2 separate regions of the Triticum aestivum genome follow, and region 1 is linked to region 2. The links are chromatin contacts, called in public Hi-C maps. All regions are on one chromosome and are shown on one strand. Each heading gives the region's core, a stretch centred on a gene start, on an enhancer-like site or on the middle of the called end of the contact. The rest is flanking DNA. Distances are from core to core; before and after follow the strand shown.

Region 1 (2,900 bases), core at 372-2,871, 320 kb before region 2:
TACACGACCAACGGCGACAGGGTTGGTCTCACTCTCACCTGCAGCGCGAGATGCCGAGGGAGTGAGTGCGAATAAAAAGTGTCGGGATCGAGCTCGCTGGTCAAACCACACGATGTGGCTAATTTGAATCGCTTCTCTGTATTTGCAGCATCACTGCGGCTAATGAGCCGGCCATGTTGAAGTGCAGCCACGTTTGCTCCCGCTTGACTTAGCCGTGAATGCTAAGTACGGGCCGGCATGACTGAACGGTCACTGACAGCAACGGCATCAGCATTAGCTTCCGGATCCAAAAATGGCACGGACCTACCTGCTAGCCCGGAGGCAGCATCAGTAGTTCAGCAGACAGATGCGGGCCCCACTCCTACCTTGCCTACTGTGACGTTACCGTAGTGCCTAGTCCATACAGTGGCTTTTCGCCCGCACAGCACACTCCGAGATCTTTGCATGCTTTCCAGCCCTACTAGGACAGAACTCGGACTACCGGTTCGAAAAAATTTAAAACCCAAAGCCCTCCGTCCAGAGTCCAGAGCCCCGCTGGTGGCACGTGCGGTTTGCGGCCCGTTGGTGGCCGGTGAGGAGGAGGGCAGCGCGCATCAGCGTTTCAAAGTTCAAACCGCGAGGAGAAGCAAAGCCGACGGACGGGGCCCACCCGCTCCCCCCTGACCTCGAGCGCACGCACGCTCCCCCAGGATGCATGCCGTTGCCGTCCTGACGGACGGACGCGATCTGTTGGAGGTTCAAACACGCCAGTTTCCCTCCACTACACTAGACACTAATCCCGTAATTAGTTATCGCTGCTTGAAGAAATAATAAAGAAAATGTGGAAGGGCGCTTTTCTTTCTTCTTTGGATTTGGATGGACGCGTTGGATATCATGCCACGTACTAGTACTAGGAGGAGTGTTGTGCATCGAGCGCTTCCCTATATTGCACCGTGACAAAAGGAGCCCCCCACCCCAACCCCACCGCACGCAGATTTCAAATTTCGAAATTTGAATGGGAGAGCCGTGGGGCAATCTGTAACGGCAATAAACACATGCATGGCAGCAGCGGCCTTGGTTCTCTAACTCACGCAGTACAGTAGTACTAGTAGTTTCAAAAGAAGAACTCTGCTGTGACACAATCTGGCCTGAACTAATCCGCGCGACATTTTCCGATGTGCAATTTTTGTATGAATAGAGCTAAACTATATAGTACTACGATTTCTTAGATAATATAGTAATGCTATTTTCTCTTGCTAAAGTGAATCTCACTTCACGTCCCTAAGTAACTACCACTACAGTGTAAGTTTAATCCAGGCTACATTTTTTCCGTTGGCACTCCGCCCAACAAACTTAAAATCCTCCCCACAAAAAAAAACTTAAAATCCTAGTACTGAGGTACATGTCAGAGGCATTGGAGTTTGCAGTGATTGATTGTATGAACCTTGTGATTGAGTAATACATTATTTCACCCGAAAAGAAAAAAGAAGTCCGTGTCAAGTCCAGTATAGAGGGCAGTTTGAATTTTAAGCGATTAGTTAATTGGCAGCCTAAATAGGCAAGTAGCCCCCAGGCAGGAAACTATTTTGAAAGGACAGGGTGTTTTTCCTAATATAGCCACCCCCTTCCCCCCACCTCTTCTTCTCCCCCCGTCGCCCTCCCCAAACCCCAGGGCTCTGTCTGTCGTGCCGGGACACCAAACCCTCGCCACTCCCCTCCCCCGCTCCGCTGCCCCCCTACAAATCCCACCCGAGGTCCACGGAGTGCTCCGCGAGGTCGGTGGTTGTGTGGTGGCAGCGAGCGACCTCCCCCGCCCTCACGCCCGCGCCCCGATGTCGAGCAACTCCGCCGCCCCCCGCCGCTTCTCGTCGGCGATGTCGACCTCGACGGCGAAGCGCCCGGCCGTGCCGGAGGGCGCCAGGGCGGCGGCGGGCCCCGCGGCCGCGCAGCAGCAGGCCAAGAAGCGCGTGGCGCTCGGCAACCTCACCACCAACGTCGCCGCGGCGGCCGCGGGCAGGGCCGGCTGCGGGAAGATCGCGGTCGTCACGACGGGCAATGCGGTACGGATCCGAACCCCTGAGGGATTGCCTTTTTTGTTTGTTTGTTGTTGTGGGATGAAATGGTTGCCGTCTGGGGTTGAGATCGTGGGCCGGTTTAATTTGAATTTTGAATGGCTATGGTTGGAACCCCTGTAGAGGGCACGAGCGCAGGTTGCAGTCGCTCCTGCTGTTGCTTCTGCCCATGGGGCTCTACGGATGGATCAAGTGCATTGCCCTGTTCCTCGGATAGGAAAATCCTCGATGCGGAGATTTGGATGTGTTGTCCATCCTTCGGGGCGATATGTCAAACGTTTAGTAGTTTCTCTGGTATCAGAGGACATACTGCGATTTATTGCCTCTTGTACCCAATCAGCAGCGTGTTTTGTGCTCTTGAAACTACAATGTTTCTGGGTTGATTTTGGCTTGTGATGTTTTCCATTTCATGGATTTCTCATCTTCCACTTTTCCTAAAATTGATTTTGCTTTGTATTGTTTTCCATTTCTGGGACATACTCTGCGATTGCTAATCTTCCACTTTTCCCAAATTTTGATGCCTCTTTTCTGTGCGTTTCTGGCTGCTATGTCCACTCAATTTTGCGCCTTTACCAGTACTGCTCTTTCTGTTGCGGATCATATTTCAGGAGTTTGGCTCATGTTCTGGCAAGAATTCTTGCTGAGCGTTTATGGTTAAAATCTTACACTGCCCTAGAACAGTTTAGCATAAAGTTACTCTGGAATTTTCTAATATCATACTAGTATTATCCATGTTTGTTATTTGTACAATTTGTAATTCAAACTGTGCTTACTGATGCATGCGTGAGAGCAAGAGATTTGGAATCGGTTATTTACCTTTTCTAGTTTGTAATGCAGAGGTTGAATTCA
Region 2 (3,080 bases), core at 111-2,610:
ACGCTCTCACGCACAACACACAACCTTTTGTGACAGTCAAATGAGGTGACAAGTCTATTGTGCCAAGTGAGAGCTAGATTTTCAAGTTTTAGTTCGCATTTTGCTTTTGCCTCTCCCCTTCAATCCAAAAAGATGGAATGAGCGAATCCAAATCGAGAATTTATATATTTGAATTTGTCGAAAATCGGACACGGACTTCGGCCTCTCCACCGGGCGTGTCTATATCTAGCTTATAGCGAGACAAACGGTTGCCTCACACGGGAGCTATGTCTCACTTACAACGAGACTGAAGGAGCTGTAGCCTAGAGCGTCCACAGTAACAAACCGACCAAATAGCGCACACTTAAAAGAAATAGAGAAAAAGAAAAAGAAAAAGAAAAAGGGAGCAGGCTGGGATTGATTGCACCCGAATCCTCAGCGCCAAATAGACTACACTTTTTTTAGGTAACCAAATAGATTACACTTGGTACGCGCAGTGAAGAACGTTGACCTTATTCCAAAATCCATGAACCTTTTCCAAATTAAGGAATTTTTATGAAAAGTGGTGAACTTTTTTTAAAGTTTGTCAACTTTTCATCCAAAATCAGATGAACTTTTTGTCGGTTTATGATTTTTTTTAAAAAATTGATGAAACTTTTTCAATTTTTTAAAAGTTGATGAAGTTTTTTCAAATTCAAAGAACTTTTTTTGAGAATCGATGAAGTTTTTTCCAAATTTGAAGAACTTTTTCTGAGAATCAATGAACTTTTTTTCAAAATTGATGAACCCTTTTTCAAATTGATGAACTTTGTTCAAAATCGATGAAGGTTTTCAAATCGGTGAACAGTTTTTCAAATTTGATGAACTTTTCTAAATTCGATGAACTTTTTTTCCAAATTTGTGAACTTTTCTATAAAATCGATGAACTTGTTTTAAAGTTCATGAAACTTTTCCAGAATTTGGTGAACTTTTTTTTCGAATTTCATGAACTTTTTCAAATTTTGAACTATTTTGTCAGACAGGCGAACATTTTTTATAGCAACTCTATGATATTTCCCAATTTCACGTTTTTATTTTTTCAAATGATTTATATGTAGTCAGTGTTGTACTAAAACAATTGTTAAATAGAACTGTTTTCGGATTGTAATCAGCAAAGTATTATTGGTCCATTGGCTGTTGCGTCAAGTCTTCAGCTGTTGGACCTGAGTCCGAATCCCAGGTAAGCCATTGGGTGAATTTTCTCTTCGCGTCTGTTTTTTCTGCAGGTTGCTGGGCCGGCCCGCTAGGCGTCGCGCGTGGGCGCCAGCAGCGGAGCGGCGCTAAAAGCGCCGTATAGGAGCTCCCCCTATTTAGCGCAGTGCGTGCGGTCGACCGAGCCAACGCGCACCCTCTCCCTTCCATCGGCGCGCCACTTTGGGCCAGCCTATGTGCGGGGTTGGACGCCCACTGTGTTTTTTGTTTCTTATTTTTATTTACTGTTTAATATTTTTTATTCTTTGTTAAAATAATTTGGGATTACGAACAGATTCTAAAATACCATTATTCTTAAAAAAATTAAAAGTGATCAGGAAAAATGCTCATGTATTAAAATAATGTTCACATATTTAAAAAAGTTAATGAGTGTCAAACAAAAATAGTGAATTCAAAAATGTTCATGAATTTACAAAAAAAATGTGTATTAAGAAATTTTTATGGTTTCATAAAAAATATTAACTTATCCAAAATATGTTTTTAAATTATTAAAATGTTCAAAAATACAGAAAATACACATGATTTTTCTAACATGTTTCGCAAAAGTCAAACCCTGTTCGCGAACTACTGTAAATTGTTCCAAATTTACAGAAAAAAATCATTGACTCAAAAAAGTTTGTCGATTCAAGAAAATGTTCATTAATTTATGAATAATATTCAGAATTTCCATAATACCATAAAGTTTTCAAAAACAAATCACAATTTTATTAAATGTTTATGATTTTAGAAAAATACTAATTAAAAAAATGTTTATGATTTCGAGAAAAAAATAGAAAAATGTTCACAAATTTGAAAAAAGTTTTACAAAATAGAAAAAAGGAAAAAGGTGAAAAGAAAGAAAAATGAAATGAAAAATAAGACAAAAGAACAAAAAAATACCGGTTTGGAAAATATTTCTAGGACCTTCCCAAGCTGAAACAAGCTAGTTAGGTCGACTGAAGCGTACGCAGCTGGAAGCGGGACGGGGGGGGTGTCGGTGTCAAAACCGGCCGATCTCGGGTAGCCTATGTAAATTCTGATAGCCTTTACGGACTAAACCCTCTGTTTATATACATACGGATGGGCCTAGGGTTGTACAGAGTCGGTAAACAGAGGAAGGAAATTACATATCCGAACACCAATCTTGTCATCCACGCATAGGAGAGTCCTATCCGGACAGGGGGGGAGGTCTTCTGCCTAGTATCTTCACGGCCCATCAGTCCAGCCCATATCACATAGCCCGGACGCCCGAGGACCCCCTAATCCAAGACTCCCTCATTAGCCCCTGAACCGATCTTCAATGATGATATATTCGGCATGCGGGTTGTCTTCGGCATTGCAAGGCAGGTTCCTCCTCCTGAATACTTCAAAGCAATCTTCTGAATAAAAGAACTATATTCGGCTCTGTATAATAGCCACAACCCTCAGCCATGAAGGCAAGATACTTAATCAAAAATAATGTCTGTCAACTGACAACTTTTCGGCGAAACGTCACGTTTGGCCTCTTTAACATTTCGAACCGTTTATTCGCCTCCCGCTTCGTGTTTCGAGACACAGCCTCTATTGACATGTCTTGTAAAAACAGAGATCGTGTCCGCTTATCGCGGGATCCTCATCAACACAGTTTTGGGTAATCCAACCGCGCCATTCGCACAACCCCTTGGGAACAGGCGAGTTTTAAGGATGGGGGCGTTTAATATTCATTGCTTATATAAGGGGATAAAGATCCCTCTTTTCTCCCCACGCCTTCTTCCTTCTCCTGTTTCCCATCCTCAAGCTCCAGCGCCCAAGCTTCAATCTTTTCCGCCGCCACCAACTTCTCCAGCCATGTCCGGATCTGGTTCGAAGGGCAAGTGGGAGACCTCCTCCGT

Evidence for each region. A called contact is a pair of places that touch in the nucleus more often than the background predicts.
Region 1: a contact with region 2 is called in a Hi-C map of leaf, with 9 times the contacts expected there. The contact joins the promoter of LOC123077889 here to the enhancer-like site in region 2. A contact is called at or near these places in 2 of 5 Hi-C or Micro-C datasets (both in leaf).

Annotation. Positions count from the first base shown.
Region 1 is chr3D:136,765,096-136,767,995 of IWGSC CS RefSeq v2.1, reverse strand. LOC123077889 (cyclin-A1-2) reads left to right here and starts at 1,621. Exons shown (of 11, transcript XM_044500246.1): 1 at 1,621-2,039; 2 at 2,889-2,900. The coding sequence starts at 1,812.
Region 2 is chr3D:136,445,616-136,448,695 of IWGSC CS RefSeq v2.1, reverse strand. No RefSeq gene overlaps it. Among protein-coding and RNA genes, the nearest start is that of LOC100125714, 74 kb to the right of the region's middle. Within about 2 kb of position 1,360, at least 4 of the 8 cell types and tissues checked have an H3K27ac peak or open chromatin away from gene starts, as enhancers often do. A contact at or near this core is called in leaf, where this site is marked.